Regions from separate parts of the Ovis aries genome. Here region 1 is linked to region 2. A link is a contact called in public Hi-C data. All regions are on one chromosome and are shown on one strand. Each heading gives the region's core, a stretch centred on a gene start, on an enhancer-like site or on the middle of the called end of the contact. The rest is flanking DNA. Distances are from core to core; before and after follow the strand shown. Region 1 overlaps RETREG1 (reticulophagy regulator 1). Region 2 overlaps RETREG1 (reticulophagy regulator 1).

Evidence for each region. A called contact is a pair of places that touch in the nucleus more often than the background predicts.
Region 1: a Hi-C map of hypothalamus shows a contact between it and region 2, with 5 times the contacts expected there. The contact joins two enhancer-like sites. A contact is called at or near these places in 6 of 16 Hi-C or Micro-C datasets (hypothalamus, liver, omental adipose tissue and 2 more).

The regions. Positions count from the first base shown.
Region 1 is chr16:56,806,377-56,811,992 of ARS-UI_Ramb_v3.0, reverse strand. All of the region lies in intron 3 of RETREG1 (reticulophagy regulator 1), which reads right to left. Among named protein-coding and RNA genes, the nearest start is that of ZNF622, 47 kb to the left of the region's middle. Within about 2 kb of position 3,117, at least 2 of the 54 cell types and tissues checked have an H3K27ac peak or open chromatin away from gene starts, as enhancers often do. A contact at or near this core is called in hypothalamus, where this site is marked.
Region 2 is chr16:56,755,316-56,760,681 of ARS-UI_Ramb_v3.0, reverse strand. The region is part of intron 3 of RETREG1 (reticulophagy regulator 1); the gene reads right to left. Among named protein-coding and RNA genes, the nearest start is that of RETREG1, 66 kb to the right of the region's middle. Within about 2 kb of position 3,116, at least 7 of the 54 cell types and tissues checked have an H3K27ac peak or open chromatin away from gene starts, as enhancers often do. A contact at or near this core is called in hypothalamus, where this site is marked.

The DNA of each region.
Region 1 (5,616 bases), core at 1,868-4,367, 51 kb before region 2:
CTTTTATTTTCCTATTCAGAGTTCACTGGTGGTTTCACAAGAACAGCTGGAGAAACATCAACAGAGTTAACTCACTTCTGCCTGAAGGTCTTTCCTCTGACTTTGGGCTGGTTCTTATTATACGCTCTTACTAGGCTGTGATGTGGCCAACCGGCCCCAGAAACCAACTGAAACTCCTTGATTTTATTTGAAAGAGCAATGTGATTGCTGAAGAAAACTTCTGATTTTCAAAGCAACCTTCGTTTAAAAGACTGTAAGCGGATGCCCTATTTTCTCAAACACAAAACTGAGGCACTGAATTTCTTTCCCCTTAACTTCAACCTATAACTGACCTTCTCCAGTACTGAGTCCTTTTTGTCCCCTTGTCTAAAGTTTAAAACTGGGTGAGTGGCACATTTCATTTTCTGTTTTTTTATACATGTTGCTGTTGTGTCCGACTCTTTGCGACTCCATGAACTGCAGCACGCCAGGCTTCCCTGTCCTTTGCTATCTCCCGGAGTTTGCTCAAACTCATGTGCACTGAGTCAGTGATGCCATCCAACCATCTCATCCTCTGTCGCCTCACCCCCAATCCATCTTACTCACTCAATATCTACTGCTCAGAATTGGCCCCAGACAAAATTTAACCTCTGTTGTCCCCTTCTTCTCCTGCCTTCAACCCTTCACAGCATCTTCGTGTGTGGCAGAGGCTATTCCCTTGATAATTACTTTATCTCACTCTGGTCCAGAAAGGATTTGAGGTCGCTTATAAAAAATACATAGTGAACAAGGGATAAATAAACAATTCAGGGAGCAGAGCCTGTTAGTCCACAGGCTGTATTTGTATAAAACGGTGCACCTTTTCCAGGAGATGAAGCGTCACTCCAGGGCACAGGGCTTGGGGGTAGAGCCTAGGATGGACGTCAGTGGCCCCCACCTCCACTGACTCTCTCAGCTGGATGCCTTGAATACAACCCCTGCAGCCGTGGGGCCTGTGGCCCTACAAAGGAACAAGACTAAAACGCCTGATGGGAGAGGAAATAGAAGAGCCCAGGGGAAGAAGAAGATAAAGAAGTACATCTGGAGGGTCCCACATACCATCTAGAAGTGAGCTGTGATTTACCCCAAAATGGCTAAATCAGAGATGGAAATATGATTGTTTAGAAGAATCATGGTGCCCATAAGATTAAAGCAAACCACTTAGACAAGTGGGCTTGTCTGGTGACTCAGGCCACAAAGAATCTGCCTGCAGGGCAGGAGGCCTGGGTTCGATCCCTGGGTCAGGAAGATCCCCTGGAGGAGGGCATGGCAACCCACTCCAGTATTCTTGCCTGGAGAATCCCATGAAAGGAGGAATCTGGTGGGCTTCCATCCAGGATAGCAGAGTCAGACACAACTGAGCGACTACCATACACACACTTAGACAAGGGACGACACGTGCACTGAACTCCCTCCTGTGGGCACTCAGTTCTCTGTTGGATGCACAGGGCAGACATCCTCGTTCCCCCAAGAAAGAGTAAGTACTTTGACTCAACACAGGTCACTGGCGTGACACACTTGCTTACCTGGGTTACATCAATCCCACGAAGAATCAAACAATGTGGACTGAACACACACCCCACTGTGGCCCTATCTAAACCGACCATCTTGACCAAACCAAACAGGAACAGGCCAATTCTGTACACACGCAAGGGTGAGTCCACCATCTAGAGTGGATGGATTATACACATTGAACACCCTCTGCATGGATCATGACCAGCAAGCAAAATATTCCCAAAGATGAAGCCACAGATGGTTGAGGTGTTTTCACTTAAAAGTGATCTATTCTATGTTCCCTAAGGAAGTATATAACCTATGCAAGTATTATTATCATTAACTCTTTCTTGAGGGCTTACGATGAGCCACTTATAAAGCTAAATATTTAATGTGGATTACCATATTTCATCTATAAGACAAACTGATAAAGGAAGTATTATTAATCCCCATTTTAATGATAACAAAATGAAATTCAAAGATGCCACTCAGCTAGTCATTGGTGAAGTTGGGATTTGCAGCCAGAACTGGAAACAGCTTTGCATCATCGCACAGACCATGTCTGCACTCTACAGAGGAGTTAAAATAGTTAAGTGTTTATGTGTAAAAATGTGAGCATCAACAAACTAAGAAGTTATTCTATATAAAAAAGTCACCAAGAAACCAGACCACTGGAGCATTCCTCTTAGATGTCACTAGCCTGCAATTTTTTTTAAAAGCTGAAGAGGGAGCCAGACTATAATTTTTACCATCGATATCTTTCAAATAATAACTGATAACATTTTATAAAAATCAATAGTAAGTAAACAAGTTTTCCCAGTCTACAAGTTTTAAAATAAAAGCCCCCAAATTCATTGACATTCTTCCCAAGGAAAAATGGGGTTCATGTCCTCTTCCTTCAAACTGGGATTGACTGCTTGACCAGTAGGACATGGTGGGAATGATACTTGGACAGTTTCTGGAACCAGGCCTTAGGAAATTGGCAGCTCAGACTTCTTAGCCTTAGATCTAAGCATTCTCCTGAGAAAAATTAAAGTGGTATACCTTACTCCCATTTATATATGACAAAATAATCTTGAACAAAAGAGTAATACTAATAAATGGGAGAAATTCAAAGGTGAGAGTATTAAAAAAGGTTCCCCAAATCTTTAATGCCATTGAGAGGTGCTTAGAAGGGGAAGAAGCAACATATAAAACTGTGTGTAAAATACATAATGATTGTAACTTTGCCAAGAAAACCTGTCCAAGGAAGTGCTAGAAAAGACAGAATATAATACAACAACCCCCCCCCCTTTTTTTTTAGGGTAGTAAGATTATGATGGATCCTTTCTTACATTCTTTTTTGCATTCATTTTTCTCTCATACGGTTTTGGTTTCCCCAATGAATAGTCATAACATCTTTAGTGGGAAAACCTTGCATATGGGGTTTTGGTTCCCAGATGAGCCTGTGCCCTCCCATGCCTTCTATGGGAATCCGATTTCTACCATATGGAGACACTGAGTGGCTCCAGACACAGATTTGCCCATGAAGAGACAAACAGCTGGGAGTAAGGGTGGCCTGAACAAGGGGACAACCCCTCTGTCAGAGACAGCTTCTCGCAGCAGCCTGGGGACAGGCCTCTCGGTGGTCCGCCACACAACAGCTGTAGCCCTCCTCTGGCAATGGAAACCAAGGCCACCTTCATCATCTTTTAAGGATTGCAGAGAATGAGTTACCCTGTGTTGATAAAACAGAAATGAGTTTCAACAGGGCTTGACTACCAGAAGCTTACTGGGGAGCCGTGAGGGTTTGGGAAGTTAACGGTTTGTTGACTGGTGAGTAAAGGTATCACCACTAAACACACTCTCTTGCAACAAGGACTGATCACATTTTTCTCCAAGCTCTTAATCAATTTCAAATATTAGCCCAGCTGGGTCAAAGCAGGATTTCGAAAATGCTAAACATTGTCTATGCCTGAGAGATATTTTCCACGACCGCATCAAAGGGTGGAAGGAAAATAAACCATTCATTCCTTTGACAAAGCTTTTCTGAATGTCTAGTATGCCTTGAGGATATATAAATGAAGATGGAGCAGTTTTTAATAGAATTAAAGGCTGACTCTTGCACTACTGACTACTAGGGAAGGCTGAACTTGGGCTTCCCTCACAGCTCAGTTAGTAAAGAATCTGCCTGCAATGCAGGACCCCGGTTCCATTCCTGGTTTGGGAAGATCCTCTGGAGAAGGGATAGGCTACCCACTCCAGGATTCTTGGGCTCCCCTGGCGGCTCAGCTGGTAAAGAATCTGCCTGCAATGCAGGAGATCAGGCTTCAATCCCTGGGTTGGGAAGATCCCCTGGAGAAGGGAAAGGCCTGGAGAAGCCCATGGACTATGTAATCCAAGGGGTCACAAGGAGTCGGACAAAACTGAGCGACTTTCACTCCACGTGCACCACTTGTACGTTTCGGCTGACCCTTGCAGGTTTGCAAGAACCAGTTTTTCCAATCTCCTTTGAACTGACCATATGAGGGTGGTTTGAAATTGACCACTGTGGTTGTATTTACATCACAGGAATCAACAAATGCTAAAGAACAGAGAGCTGGTTGTTGAACATTTACCAACACACCACTGACTACAAGGCCCAATGAGAGGATCCTATACACCTCCCCCTCCCACCTCCAGCCACCCTTCTCCTTTCTCCAAGTGTGCTGACCACAGTAGCCTTTCTAAGTGATCAGCCCACGCTGTGGGTCACCACCATATAACTATGCACGTGTCTGACTGCACAGACTCAGGAGGCAGCTGTCTGCCTTCAAACAGCAACTCTTTCACTTAATGGATGTGTGACCTTTATTTTTTAACTTCACCTCTCTGTGCTTATTTCAAAACCAAATGGCAGGCAGCACAAGGACTTTGGCAGGCTTGCAAACGCTGAAATATACTTGCTCAGGGAACCCATCTCAACACAAAGCTTGAGCTGTGTGTGGGGGGCGGGGGTGGGGGGTGTGCACTGGTCAGACTTCTTTGTGAGGCTTTTCTCATTCCAACTTATAAACTCAGATATGTCCTTAAAATGAGCATTTTTACCTTCCAAATTCATATTTCTATGAGAAATTTGAAACCATGTTAAGGTCCTGAGATCAATTCATGAAAGCATGTATCACCTCATGGCATCTCTCAAGTATTTAGGAGGCCCCCCCCCGGCCCCTTGTCTCAGACCCTTCCCTACCTTCTCATGCCCTTGAGGACCATCCAAGCCCCTGCCGAGGCCTAGGAAGTGCTGCAGACTTGGTAACTCTCTCTCCTAGTCACTGCTCTTTTCCTGTCTGTCTGCTTCTAACGGGTGTTGGGCTTCCCACGTGGCTCAGAGGTAAAGAATTCACCTGCCAATGCAGGAGAAGCAGGTTCAATCCCTGGGCCAGGAAGATCCTCTGGAGGAGGAAATGGCAACCCACTCTAGTTTTCTTGCCTGGGAAATCCCAGGGACAGAGGAGCCTGGCCTGCTGCAGTCCATGGGGTTGCAAAGAGTCGGCCACGACTTAGCGTCTGAGCACACACACACACAGGATCTTGACCCGAGCTGGGTCTCCTTCCTGGGGAACTTACACCTCCACGTGACCACCCCTTCACATCTCAGCCCCAAAAGGGCACTTCGTCAGACAGGCGTGCTTAAAGATTCTCTCACCCTACACGCCCACCAGGTCATCTCCCACAGGACCATTCTTATATTTTATTCTAACCCTTATTATTAGAAGTATTTTTTTTACTGATTTTTTAAACTTGTGAAGTCAATCACCCCCATTCAGACTGTGTGCTCCATGAAAGCACAGGCTTAAACCATCACACCTAGCACAGCCATCAGCTTAGATGCAGCTTGATTAAACACGCCCCAAGTGAACCAGGGGACACATTCCACAAGAATAATCTCTTGTGGAAGGGCTTCTGTGGTAAAACACACTCGGAACTCAGTCTGGTTGGCCTGGGGTCCACACCCTTCAAGACAGTTGCAACAGAAAAACAGAAAACCGGTTCTTCTGACCACATGCATCCCGCCCCCCCCCCCACACACACACACACCTCACTGGGCTACTGAAGACACCCCAGGGCCCGCCTGCTACCTCCGGG
Region 2 (5,366 bases), core at 1,867-4,366:
AGCCATGCCCTCCTCCAAGGGATCCTCCCGATCCAGGGATCAAACCCAAGTCTCCTGCATTGCTGGCAGATTTTTTACCACTGAGCAACCCCTTCCATGAGAGAAGCAGAAGTGATCCAACCCAGTCATCTCTGTATTCATGGAACAGCTCATCTATGGTCAGGATTGTGGAGAAAGGCAGTCTTTCCAAGTCCAGTTTACTGAGGACCTAGACTTGGGACAGTCCTGCTGTGACCACAAATCAATTTCAGATCCAGCTCTCAATTTTAAAATACAAATTTCTTTTTCATTTAAGATCATCTCAATTACGGAGTTTTCATTACATATTCCAAGCCTGGTGCATCTGTTAAAAGCCCTATAAAGGAAGATGATTTCATTCCAACTCAGTCCCAGGAAAATAAATGTATTTAAGAGTGTAACTCATTCAAAATAAACATCCATTTCTGACTTGGGGATGTTCAGCTTGATGAGCTTCAGGATTCAGTTAGTTCTCTTTCCAGAGCCGGTGACTCCTGAGTCATGACTGAAAATATCACTCATTTTAATAAAGATAACAACAACATCTGAGCCCACCTTCCCAGAAAAAAACCCCAAACATCATGGAAAGGTGTTTTCAGCAGAAGCAAAAATCCTATTTAAAATCAAAAACTTGCACTTGGCCAGAAATGGATACTGAAAGCACTTCTTGTGCTTTAAATGACATTAGAGGGCTTTGAAAGTTAAGAGTTTAAAAATACTCTCTAAGAATACGAGCCAAATGACTGCAGGATTATAAGTTCTCTCCCAGTTGTTCAGGTATTAAAAACAGGCACAAGTAAGAATAGCCTTCAAAAAAAATCTAAAACGGCACACGAGTAATGCAATCTACCCCAATAAGGGGACGGCACCATGGCCCTCTTCCTTCTTTTATGAAGTACCTCTAAGTCATAATGCTGTCCCCTCCCACTCCCTAACTGCACAGTCCCCTCTTCTTTCAAAAAAATATTAAAAAGGACACATGACTAAAATGACAAGTGAAGGGCACATTCTTGGATGCCTCCTTCAGAAGCAATGCTCTCATTGCCGGAGGCACGCAGCCTGCCTAGAATTCAGCTTCCCCAGCAGGCGTTCCGGCATTTGCTGAGTTATCTCACACTATCTTCAATGCTCCAGAAGAGATTTATGGATGAAAAGCAATGCCAATCACCTGCCCAGGTCCACCTCTCCCCCAGACATCATCCTGCCCCGCAAGTGACTCTCCCTGCAAGTTCTACCCCAGCGACCAGGCAGCCTGGACCACAACGGTCCCTCCAAGTACGGCGCCTTCAAGATTCTTTCAGGCCATCTTGACCTCGTGTTTCCTTTCCAAGCTCTCCAATACCTACTTGCCAGTGGGAACATTCTCCCCGGCCATCCTGGGTTCCCTGTCCTTTCTTGGAGCTGCAGCACCTTGCCTAGCATCACTCGAGGCCTCCTGGTTTCAGGAGGTGCTTCTCCCACATGCTGGGGTCAGACAGCATCTTCTTCAGGGGATGGAGATGTGAGTCAGTAAACCTACCCTGAACCTTTTCAAATAAAGCTAGTTCTTTCTCATCATAAGGATCACTGTAGAGTTTCCCATTGCTGCTATACAAGTTACCAACTTAGTAGCTTAAAGCCACACCGATTTATCATCGTACAGTTCTGGGGACCAGAGTCTAACATGGGTCTGCTGGTCTACCTTCCTCCTAGAGGCTCTAGGGGAGGATCTGCTTCCTAAGCTCTTCCAGCTTCTAGAGGCTGCCTGCCCTTGGCTCGAGGCCCCACACTCCATCTCCAAGCCCAGCAGCATCTTTTCTCCTCTCTGCCTGCCTGCCTCCCTCTCCTAAGATCCTTGCGATTATACTGGCCCATGTGGATGATCCAGGATCATCTCGCATCGTAAAGACTCTCAACGTCATCACACCTGCCAAGTCCCTTTGCCATGTTAGGAATAAATTCACAGGTTCTGGGCATTGCATATGGGCATCTTTAGGTGGGTGCTGGGGCGTGACTTGGTGTAGGACACACCTCAGCAGCCCCTTCCTTTCTTTCGCACGTTTCCAACAAGCAAGGACCTTTGTCCTCAGTATTTCACAGATTAGTTGCTCAACAACTGACCAGAAGTTGTTCTGATCAACTTGTTGTTGTTCAACTCAGAAGAAGCCCTCTCTTCATGAAACTGCAAATTAAGCCATTTTCTGGGATTCTTGATCCAAGGTTATTTACAGCTCTGGTGGGTGGTGGGGGAGTACATTTCCCTGGAGGCTCAGAGGTAAAGAATCTGCTTGCCAGTTCAGGAGATTGCCGATTCAATCCCTGGGTCAGGATGATCCCCTGGAGAAGCGAATGGCAACCCATTCCAGTACTCTTGCCTGGAGAATTTCATGGACAGAGGAGCCTGGTAGGCTACAGTCCATGGGATCACAAAGAGTCGGACACAACTTAGCAACTAAACAGCAACAACAGAGCTCTGTGGGAAGTTCTTCATTTCCAAGAGAGGAAAAAGTACTAAGTGAGGGAAGGGGACTTTGGAAATCACATAATAGAGAACGTTCAGAAGATTTCTTAAAACACTGGGTAGAAATACATAGGAACAGGGTAACACACTCAAAATACTACTGAGTCCTTAGAGGCTTTGAACATCAGCTTGTTTCTCATCTGAGAAGCAGAGTCATCTGTCATTGTTTTGGGTCATCTGTATGTGAATTTCCTCCGCACCCAATCCGTCTTATTCTTCTTTGATGCTATTCTTCATCCTTATTCATTTCAGAGGATGAGATGGTTGGATGGCATCACTGGCTCAATGGACATGAGTTGAGCAAACTCAGGGAGATAGTGAAGGACAGGGAAGCCTGGTGTGCTGCAGTCCATGGGGTGGCAGAGAGTCGTTATGGTGTGACTTAACGACTGAACTAACACTAAACTGTGGGTTTAACCTGGCATAGACGTGTAGATACAGATGTGACTTTTAATTGGATTTTCTTGCTGTAACTGGAGTGATACGGATGTTTTCGCCCTGCTGAAATGTGCACATGCTAAAAACACTGGTGCCACGGGTCTAGGTTTCAACAGCAGTCACCTTATTCTAAGCTTCTTCAACACGCTGATGGCCCAGGTCTCCTCCGCCCTCTAGTGGTGGCCAGCACTAGAACACTGCCAAGAATCCAAGACAGCAAGGCAATCATCATTCTACTAAAACAGCTGTCTGAGCCAAAGAAATGACAAAGACTTTACACACACTTTCAAATTACAGTATTCTGGCCTAGAAAACCATTCACTTTGTGTGCTAAGTATTTGCCTTTCCCCATTTTCTGAGCTTTGGTACTGTCATACGGTAAACTTGGAAAGTGACAGAAGCAGTGGACAGTCTGGTAAAAAATGTCCCAAAGTCCAATGAAAGAGAGCACATAAATCAATTGTGGTACAGCTACAGGGTGGAATATTATATGGCAACAAAAGGAAGGACCCACAGCCACACACAGCAGCGTGGATTCATCTTTTTGAAAAAGGTTTAGTGTTAAGACACTGGTTCTAGAAGACGACGTAATTATGGTACCATTTTTAATAGACTTCAAAAGTGGCGCAGTGGTAAAGAATCTGCCTGCCAACCAGGAAACAGAAGAGATGTGGGTTTGATCCCAGGGTCAGGAAGATTCCCTGGAGTAGGAAATGGAAACCCACTTCAGTACTGCTGCCTGAAAATTCCATGGACAGAGGAGACTGGAGGGCTACAGTCCATGGGGTCACAAAGAGTCAGATACGACTGAGCAACTAACACTCACATCCGTACATGCTAGTGGAAAAGCTACATTCTTCAACATATCAAATACAATCATTAAAAGATAATTAAGGAATGTGCAAAGGTATAGACTATGCACCCTAACTAGGTTGTATAGACAGAGATGACAGACAGACAGGACTGGCCTACATAACCCAGAGATGGGGTATTCAGAAGAGAACACAGTGGCTTCTCAGGTTCATTCTTATTTGAATTGTCCCCAGACTGCAGTTTGGAGCATAAGGATTGAGATATAAATAAGATATAAATCTTATCTAGATGATACAAAGTTTCCAAATTTTACTGCAATAAGCTTTCCAGGAGCATCTGAGTCAGGAAGCTATGCACCAGGGCCTTTCACCTGTGCCTGCCACCAAGCCTCAGAAAGGAGGAAGCACTTTCATCCCACCCTCCAGTGTCACCTGACCTTGGAAATTCATCATTTTAACTTATCACTTAATCACACATTAATCATTTTCTTTACACCAATCCTCAGAGGCTTAGTATCAAGCGACACTTGGGCTGGTCAGTGCCCCCTGTAATGCCTCTGATGTATCCCTGAGGCTCCGGCCTCTCCTCTGAGCCCTGCTGCATCTCTGGACTTCAGCCCTGACCTGTCTCCAAGGCCTGGGCTGTGCCATCCTGGTAACCAGAGCCCCGTGTCTGAACACCAGCTCGCGGGCCGGAGCCCTCACATGAACTGAGTACCTGAAGCTATGTGTCACCCTCCAGGCCCACAGCCACAGGCCTCACCTGCCTGGTGGGACGCTCTCCCCTCTGAGTACCTGTCATCTCTCTTCAGGTTAAAGGCTGCGCATGCTCATTATAGGGGGAAAAATGTGATAAGGATAAACAAATCAAGAAACTAAAGACTACTTGTTTTCCCCTCACCCAGAGCTTCTAGACGTGTACCAGCATACAGCTGTAATGTACCATGTATGATATCACCCTACAATACTTTAAATCTACACATTTTTTTAAAATTAGCAGTAAATGATACATTTTCACATCCCATATTCCATTTTCATACTCTTTACAGAGTATGAAATTAACTTAATGCAACACAATGAAATATGATCTTAATCAGATACATAATATTCCATTTATTCTAGTTACAATAGTTGCATTTAAAAAATAAAAGTAATGATGTAAAACAAAAATCACCCTCACATACAACTCCTGCCCCAGGGTCTTTGCACTTGCTGATTCCTTTGCCTAGAAGCTCTTCAACCAGACATGACTCACAGCCTCACCTCTTCCAAGTCGTCACTCAAAAATAATCTTGCTGAGGACTTTAATACAACTCAACCCTCACTTCCCACCTTCACCCTCCCTAATCTCCTCTCCTGCTTCAGTTTCCCTTAAACACGGCTCACCACTTAACATTATATATCATAGCAATTTATTTATTTTCTGGCTTCACTCACTAGAATGTGACCTCCAGGAGGGGAGAGTTGTTTGTCTGTCATTGTTTTTATTTAATTCCACAAATGCCTAGAAGTACTGGCAACAAAGGCACTCAATAAATAGTTATTGAAAGGATGAACGAACAACTGGGGGTCCCACGTGGCTCAGTGGTAAAGAATCC